Regions from separate parts of the Sus scrofa genome. Here region 1 is linked to region 2. The links are chromatin contacts, called in public HiChIP or PLAC-seq maps. All regions are on one chromosome and are shown on one strand. Each heading gives the region's core, a stretch centred on a gene start, on an enhancer-like site or on the middle of the called end of the contact. The rest is flanking DNA. Distances are from core to core; before and after follow the strand shown.

What was found. HiChIP or PLAC-seq counts read pairs in DNA pulled down with a chosen protein or histone mark.
Region 1: a contact with region 2 is called in an H3K27ac HiChIP or PLAC-seq map of alveolar macrophages. The contact joins two enhancer-like sites. A contact is called at or near these places in 2 of 47 Hi-C or Micro-C datasets (embryonic fibroblasts and heart right ventricle) and 1 of 2 datasets of contacts at active chromatin or transcription factors (alveolar macrophages).

What each region holds. Positions count from the first base shown.
Region 1 is chr11:19,048,158-19,051,715 of Sscrofa11.1, reverse strand. All of the region lies in intron 1 of LOC110255759 (a long non-coding RNA gene), which reads left to right. Among named protein-coding and RNA genes, the nearest start is that of RCBTB2, 32 kb to the left of the region's middle. Within about 2 kb of position 1,800, at least 20 of the 83 cell types and tissues checked have an H3K27ac peak or open chromatin away from gene starts, as enhancers often do. A contact at or near this core is called in alveolar macrophages, where this site is marked.
Region 2 is chr11:18,904,139-18,907,227 of Sscrofa11.1, reverse strand. No RefSeq gene overlaps it. Among named protein-coding and RNA genes, the nearest start is that of CYSLTR2, 110 kb to the left of the region's middle. Within about 2 kb of position 1,652, at least 25 of the 83 cell types and tissues checked have an H3K27ac peak or open chromatin away from gene starts, as enhancers often do. A contact at or near this core is called in alveolar macrophages, where this site is marked.

The DNA.
Region 1 (3,558 bases), core at 551-3,050, 140 kb before region 2:
TAGGGGTTGCATCGGAGCCATAGCCGCCAGCCTACACCACTGCCACAGCAACTTGGGATCCAAGCCACACCTGTGACCCACACCAGAGCTCATGGCAACGCCGGATCCTTAACCCACTGAGCAAGGCCAGGGATCGAACCTGTATCCTCAGGGATCCTAGTCAGGTTTATTAACCGCTGAGCCACAAAGGGAACTCCTTGGGGACATAGCCTTTAAACTGCCACCACAGCATAGAATTAGGGGGTTTAGAGATAAGGGGCTAAGTGGACCTTGCGCTTTCTTCCATTTACCATCATGTGTAATCTTTCTGCAGGACCCTGGCGGATGAGCATTATAATTTCCCCACTTTTCACATGAAGAATCTGAGAAGCAGAAAGCTGAGAGGGGATTCAAGTCCTTAGTTCTGGCTTTTCTGCTCTATTTTTTTTTTTTTTTCTTTTTTGGCTTGGAGGTCTCTCATGGCTATCATTTAATTTCTTTCTTTCTTTCTTTTTTTTTAATCTTGTCCACAGCATGTGAGGACGTTCCTGGGCCAGGAATTGAACCCTTGCCACAGCAGTGACAATGCTGTATCCTTAACCTGCTAAGCCACCAGGGAGCTCCTCACTTATTTTATGCAGTAGCTGAAACTAAGAATGTATTTTCTATAATCCCTTTGTGTGTCTGATAAAACAAATACCTGCTTGTTGGTTGGCACATCTCTCAAACCTCCAGGAGACTATGAAGTGGGTATTTCTGCATCCCCAAGGGCCTCCCTCTCTGAACTAGATCTCTGAGGTAACCCTTGGTGAACAGTTTGAAGCCGGACCCCAGGATTCATCAAGGCTATTCATTTCTTGAAGCTTCCTGTCTCTTCTCAAGGGTCTGCCTCAGGCCTGCCTTTGCTTCACTGGATCATTTCCAGGAAGCTTTCCGCAGTGTGCCGTGAGAAGCCTGAAGGCTGCTACAGCTGGGGACACGCCAGCCTGCTGTGTGTGCATTGTCTCAGGGCCTGGCTCAGCCCTCTAGGGGACCCAACCCATCCTCTCCTGGTTTCTCATTTACTGCGGGAAAAGTATCTCTTTTCCGGGGGATTTTTTTCTGTTTTTGGCTTTTCTTTTTTTAGGGCCGCTCCTGTGGCATATGGAGGTACCCAGGCCAGGGGTGGGAGGGGAGCTGCAGCTGCCGGCCTCCACACCACAGCCACAGCAACCTAGGATCCAAGCTGTGTCTGGGGCCTACAACACGGCTCACGGCAATGCCGGATCCTCAATCCACTGATCGGGGCCAGGGACTGAACTCGCGTCCTCATGGATAGCAGTTGGGTTCATTACTGGTGAGCCACAGTGGGAACTCCCTTTTTTCCCTTTTTCCCTCATCCTGTTTCTGCTTGGGGAGTGAGTACAGAGGTGGGTGGGAGGGAGGAAAATCGGAAAGGAAAATCACTTTGCTGGAATAAGCGGATGAGTCTTCCCACTGAGATGATTTCCTCAGGTGACAGGCTGTGAGGCTTAGGAGACTGGCAGCAAGATTCTGTGGCCACCCAAGTCATTCTTGCAAACCAGGCACACCAGGGATTAGCTTTCTGGCTGTCAGGGAAGGATTTGTCAGGGTAGCTAAGTGTTTTGATTAATTAACTTAAAGCTGGGATCCTGTATAAATGCAAATTGTCATACCTCCTCTCACCCACTGAGTGCCTCTCTCAGACCAAAATGGGTAGGAGCCGAGGAAGAAGAGGTGGAGCTGGAATCACTGCCTGGCTGTGACTCCATCTGCAGTGGTCTCTGGGGGAGGAGGGCGACTCCGCTTGTGCAAGCGCCACTGTCACAATCCAGCACTGCAAAACGGGACCACGTGAGGAGGAGGCTCACCCTTTGCCACCATGTTCAGCTCCTGACCTTAACCGAAAGAGGAACACAGCGTGGCCATCAGAAATCTTTTAGAGGGATGTCGACACCCTTCCAATCTCTGAACGTACAAAGGCACGTGCACTTGGGCAGTTTTTCAGTACCTCTGATTCTGACCTCATCCTTCTTGGACAGTGGTGTTTATTTTTATTTGCATGCAGGGTCAAGTGTACGGTGGGGAAAGGAGGCCTCACAGGGTGGCAGGAGCAGATGCAGCGCCCTGTCCACACACACCAGAAAGCTTGAAGGGAAAGGCGGGAAGAGCCAGGAGGCTGGCCACACATCCCCAGGTGCCATTGACTGCTTGGGTGAACTTGGGCATGAAACCTAACTGCTGGGGCCACCAGTCATCAGTGGACATGGGGCTCACCTCACAGGAAGGCTGAGGAACCTCAGTAAGATGTGTCTGCAAATGGCTCAGCACGACACACACGATAACTGCTTAACAAATACTCGCTTGTACTTGACCATGACTCTGTCCCATCTGAATTTATTTGCTTTTGATAACTTTGCTCCCAGAACCTGCAGAGGGTGGCAGAGCGCTGCTGTTGGCGGTCCCTTCTTCCTGCCTTTTCTCAGGGCTTGTAAAACTGGTTTAATTGCTTTTAAAATCAGAAGAAAAAAAAAGCCACATTAAAAAAATAACTCTTCTGGAATTTGTTGTCCATATGCTTTTAAAATTTTTATTTATTTATTGCTTTTTAGGACCACACCTGTGGCATATGGATGTTCCCAGGCCAGGGGTCAAATCGGAGCTGCAGCCTGGGCCACAGCCAAGCAGTGCCGGATCCTTTAACCCACTGAGCAAGGCCAGGGATTGAACCCACATCCTTATGGATACTAGTCAGGTTTGTTACCGCTGAGCCACAATGGGAACTCCCAAAAAACAGATTTTAATGAATATATAGCAATGAATCCACCCAGGATTATACTAATCTTTATGCCAGCAGAGTCACCAAATAACATTTACAATATTTTTTCAGTGGAGGAAAGGACCGCAAAAGTCTTAATTGGGCCCTGCAGGTTCCAGAACTCACAGGGGTTGGCAGCTAGGTCTGGCTTTTGGCAAAGGTCAGGGGGCTGAACCCACCAAGTCCCTGAGGGGAAAGTAGGAGACATCCTTTATCTGCCACGGAAAAGCACAGACCTTTTTCCTAGAGCAAACTCAGTGCTCAGACATGCAGAACAAATAGCTCCTGTTTGCCCAGGTCACTGCACAGGCGGAGTCTGAGGGGAAATCTTGCAGTGAGAGCGTGGGGCTGTGGGGACAGTCCTGGATTCAGCGTGGAGGACAAAGGGGGCCACACGCGGCATTTTTCAAACAGCTGAAGCTCGCATCTTACATCCTGTACGAGTGCTTCTTAATGCCAGCCATTTTGGAAGGAAACCTCTTTATAATGTGCCTAGCCTTCTCTGATAAGCTGAGCATTTTAAACATTTATGAGTGCTATGCACACACACACACACACATGCACACACACATACACACATTAAGTCCAATAGCCCTGAAAGATTAAGACAAATAAGAGGGTTCCCCGCTTCACATTTCAGTCTTTCTGGGTTCCTTATCCTGCTCCTTGAAGGCAATTATCTTCAACCCTTCTAAGCCCCTTCTATTTTTTCTGTATTTAACTGGATGTTTCTAAGGAAGAGACACATACAGCTATTTCCC
Region 2 (3,089 bases), core at 403-2,902:
AGGACATAAGGGCTCAGAGAATCAACAGGAGACTGGAGGCATTAAACCATTAAAATTGACGGAACCAAGGGAACCCAGAGACCAGATGCAAAAAGAGCTACAACCCATGAAGGTGGGTTGATTGGCCACTGTCCCTGGTCCCTGTGATGACTGTCCATTTCTCGTGTTGTTTCAGCACTTGCTCAAGATTCCAATTCCTATGACAGTGAGTCTGATTAGTTGAGCCCAGATCAGAAAGAGGGAGGATGGGTTCCTTTCAGGTTCCTTAGAGGAAGGGATGTGTCTTCTGCCCCATCAGGACCACACACACACACCAGGGAAGGACAGTTCCCTCCAATGAAATCAGGATGCTGTCAAAGAGCATTGATGGTGAACAGCCAAAAGCAACAAATGACCATTTTCTACCCATTATCTTGTGTTTCAAAATCCATGACTGACCTTTTGATTCTAAAATGATCACAACTCCACATTTCCATTACATCTTAAAAACTCCTAATTACCTTGGTTCACTTCTTACTTCACATCTCTTAAAAGAGTTTCAATCTTGGGCTGAATCATCAATGATTTGGGATTTTTTTTTTTAGGGCCACACCTGCGGCACATGGAAGTTCCCAGCCTAGAGGTCCAACCAGAGCTACAGCTGCCAGCCTACACCACAGCCACAGCAACACCAGATCCAAGCTGCATCTGTGACCTATACCACAGCTCATGGCGATGCTCGATCCCCAACCACTGAGCGAGGCCAGGGATCGAACCTACAACCTCATGGTTCCTAGTTGGATTCATTTCTGCTGCGCCATGATGGGAACTCGGATTTGGGATTTTTTTTAACTATATCAACAACCAATTTTATAATCTGCAAAATGTTTAATAAATGTGAAGTGTGAGGATAGAGTCTACTACCATCCCTGTAAATCAAGTCCAAATGACAAATACCTTTCCGGGCATTAAATAGGCTCCCCAGTTTAGTACACTGGGTTTCCAGTAGACATCTGGGATAAATAAGAGCGTGTGTGTGTTTTCTTAAGCTTCTGGTTTAGCAGTCAACAAAACAGCATGTTCTCCACAAAAAATGCTGTTAAGATGCATGGTATTTCTCCAGTAAGACACACATACCATTCAACAGGCATCAGGCGTTTATAAAGTGAGTCCTTCACTCTTGCTCCACTGCCCATCGGGGACGGTTTCAGGCTCAGCCTTCATTCCTGGCTCTTTGTACAGGCCAAACCTCCTTCCCAGGAGCCCTCCCGGAGGTTGGTGTGCACAGCGCCTGCTGTGGCCAACGAAACTGTGTTGCTGCATATGGCCCACGTCAGTGACTTGGCGCTCGGACCAAAGTTAATATTTGGTAAACAAGCCTGCTGCCTTAAATTCCCCTTGAATCACTTTTCCTGTTACACAACCATTCGGTCAAGGAAATGCTGTCCACACAGATGAGTGGTGAAAACAGGGCCTGTCTCTAAACCAGCTTCGGCTGCAGAAGGGGAATGAGACGCCTGCTCCCTTTGTCTGGGCCCCAGGCCTGCAGATGCTGACCCTCTCCAGCGCCCTGCTGTAGAAGGGCTTCCCTCCCTCTCTCCTGGAGACAGACCCTTACACCAGCTTACACTGGCTGCCTGCGATGTATTATGTAATGCTGACTCTGTACCACCTGCGGTGAGTCACCAGGTCAGACTGCACTTGTCTAGAACAGAGAAATTCTTGACAAAAACGCACAAAGTGGCGGAGGAAGAGGAAACGGTTGATAACGCTCCCTCCATCACTCTGAGCTTCATCACTAACTTGTCTTCTGTGTTATTTTTGGAAGTGATTTCATTCTATGCTTGCTGGTCTCTGGTTACTTATCTTACTCTGGCATGTTTCATAAGGAAGATGAAGAAGATCGACCTCTTCTCTACACCTCATTTGTCTTCCTAAGACTCACAGCAGGGTATTCGTATTCCACATGCCATGGGACTATTACAAATATATATAAAGGCAAACAACAATACTCTCTGCTTCATAGAAGCGCAATAAATACTTGCTGATAAAAAGCCAAACCCCATCCAAGGAGAAAAGAAAATGCCAGTTATGCAATGATTCCTCTTTATAACCAATCAAGGGCCCTCATTCATTCACTCATTACATTTATTGAGTGCCTCCACGGCCAAGCACAAGGCCAAACAAGACACAGTCCCTGCTTTCACAGAGCAACAGATAGTGATCAAATCATTACACATACATGCAAAGTGCAATGGTGACCAATGTTAAGAAGAGATATAAAATGCTATACAAACTACACAATGAGATCTGATAAGCCAGACAGATCAGGAAAGTCTTCTCTGAAGAAACGGCACTTGCGCTGAGATCAGAAAGGTGAGCAGGAGTTCCTGTCGTGGCACAGTGGTTATCGAATCCGACTAGGAACCATGAGTTGTGGGTTTGATCCCTGCCCTTGCTCAGTGGGTTAACATCCGCGTTGCCGTGAGCTGTGGTGTAGGTTGCAGACGCGGCTCGGATCTTGCGTTGCTGTGGCTCTGGCGTAGGCTGGCAGCTACAGCTCTGATTCGACCCCTAGCCTGGGAACCTCCATATGCCGCAGGAGTGGCCCAAGAAATGGCAAAAAGACAAAAAAAAAAAAAAAAGAAAAAAGAAAAAGAAAGGTGAGCAGAACTTACACAGCGGAGAAGAGCAGAAACGAGCATCTCAGGCTAAGAGAAGAGCTTGGGGCAACTGAAAAGTCATTGTGTCTGGACAAAGGGAGTGAGGGGAAGCAAGACAGGACAGGAGCCTGAAAGCCAGCCAAGGGACACACTCAGGAGTCCGCCTTGTCCTAAGAACCACAAGAAATCACTGAAAGACTTTTCAGGCCCTGGAACGAGCACACCTGGGCTGGGCTTGCAGATGGAGACCATGAAACTCATGGGTACCAATCAGTTCCCCTCACAAGCTCTCTGAAGCATCACAGTAGATATGAGAACAACATGGACAAAAGATACCTCGCGGGTCCCCACTCTACTTCTCATGCATCTTAGGGTGTCAGCTATGACCAGTAGGCTGTCAGAGAGGCCAAGCCTTTAAGTGTGAAACTTAACTATGGGGCTTCCAGT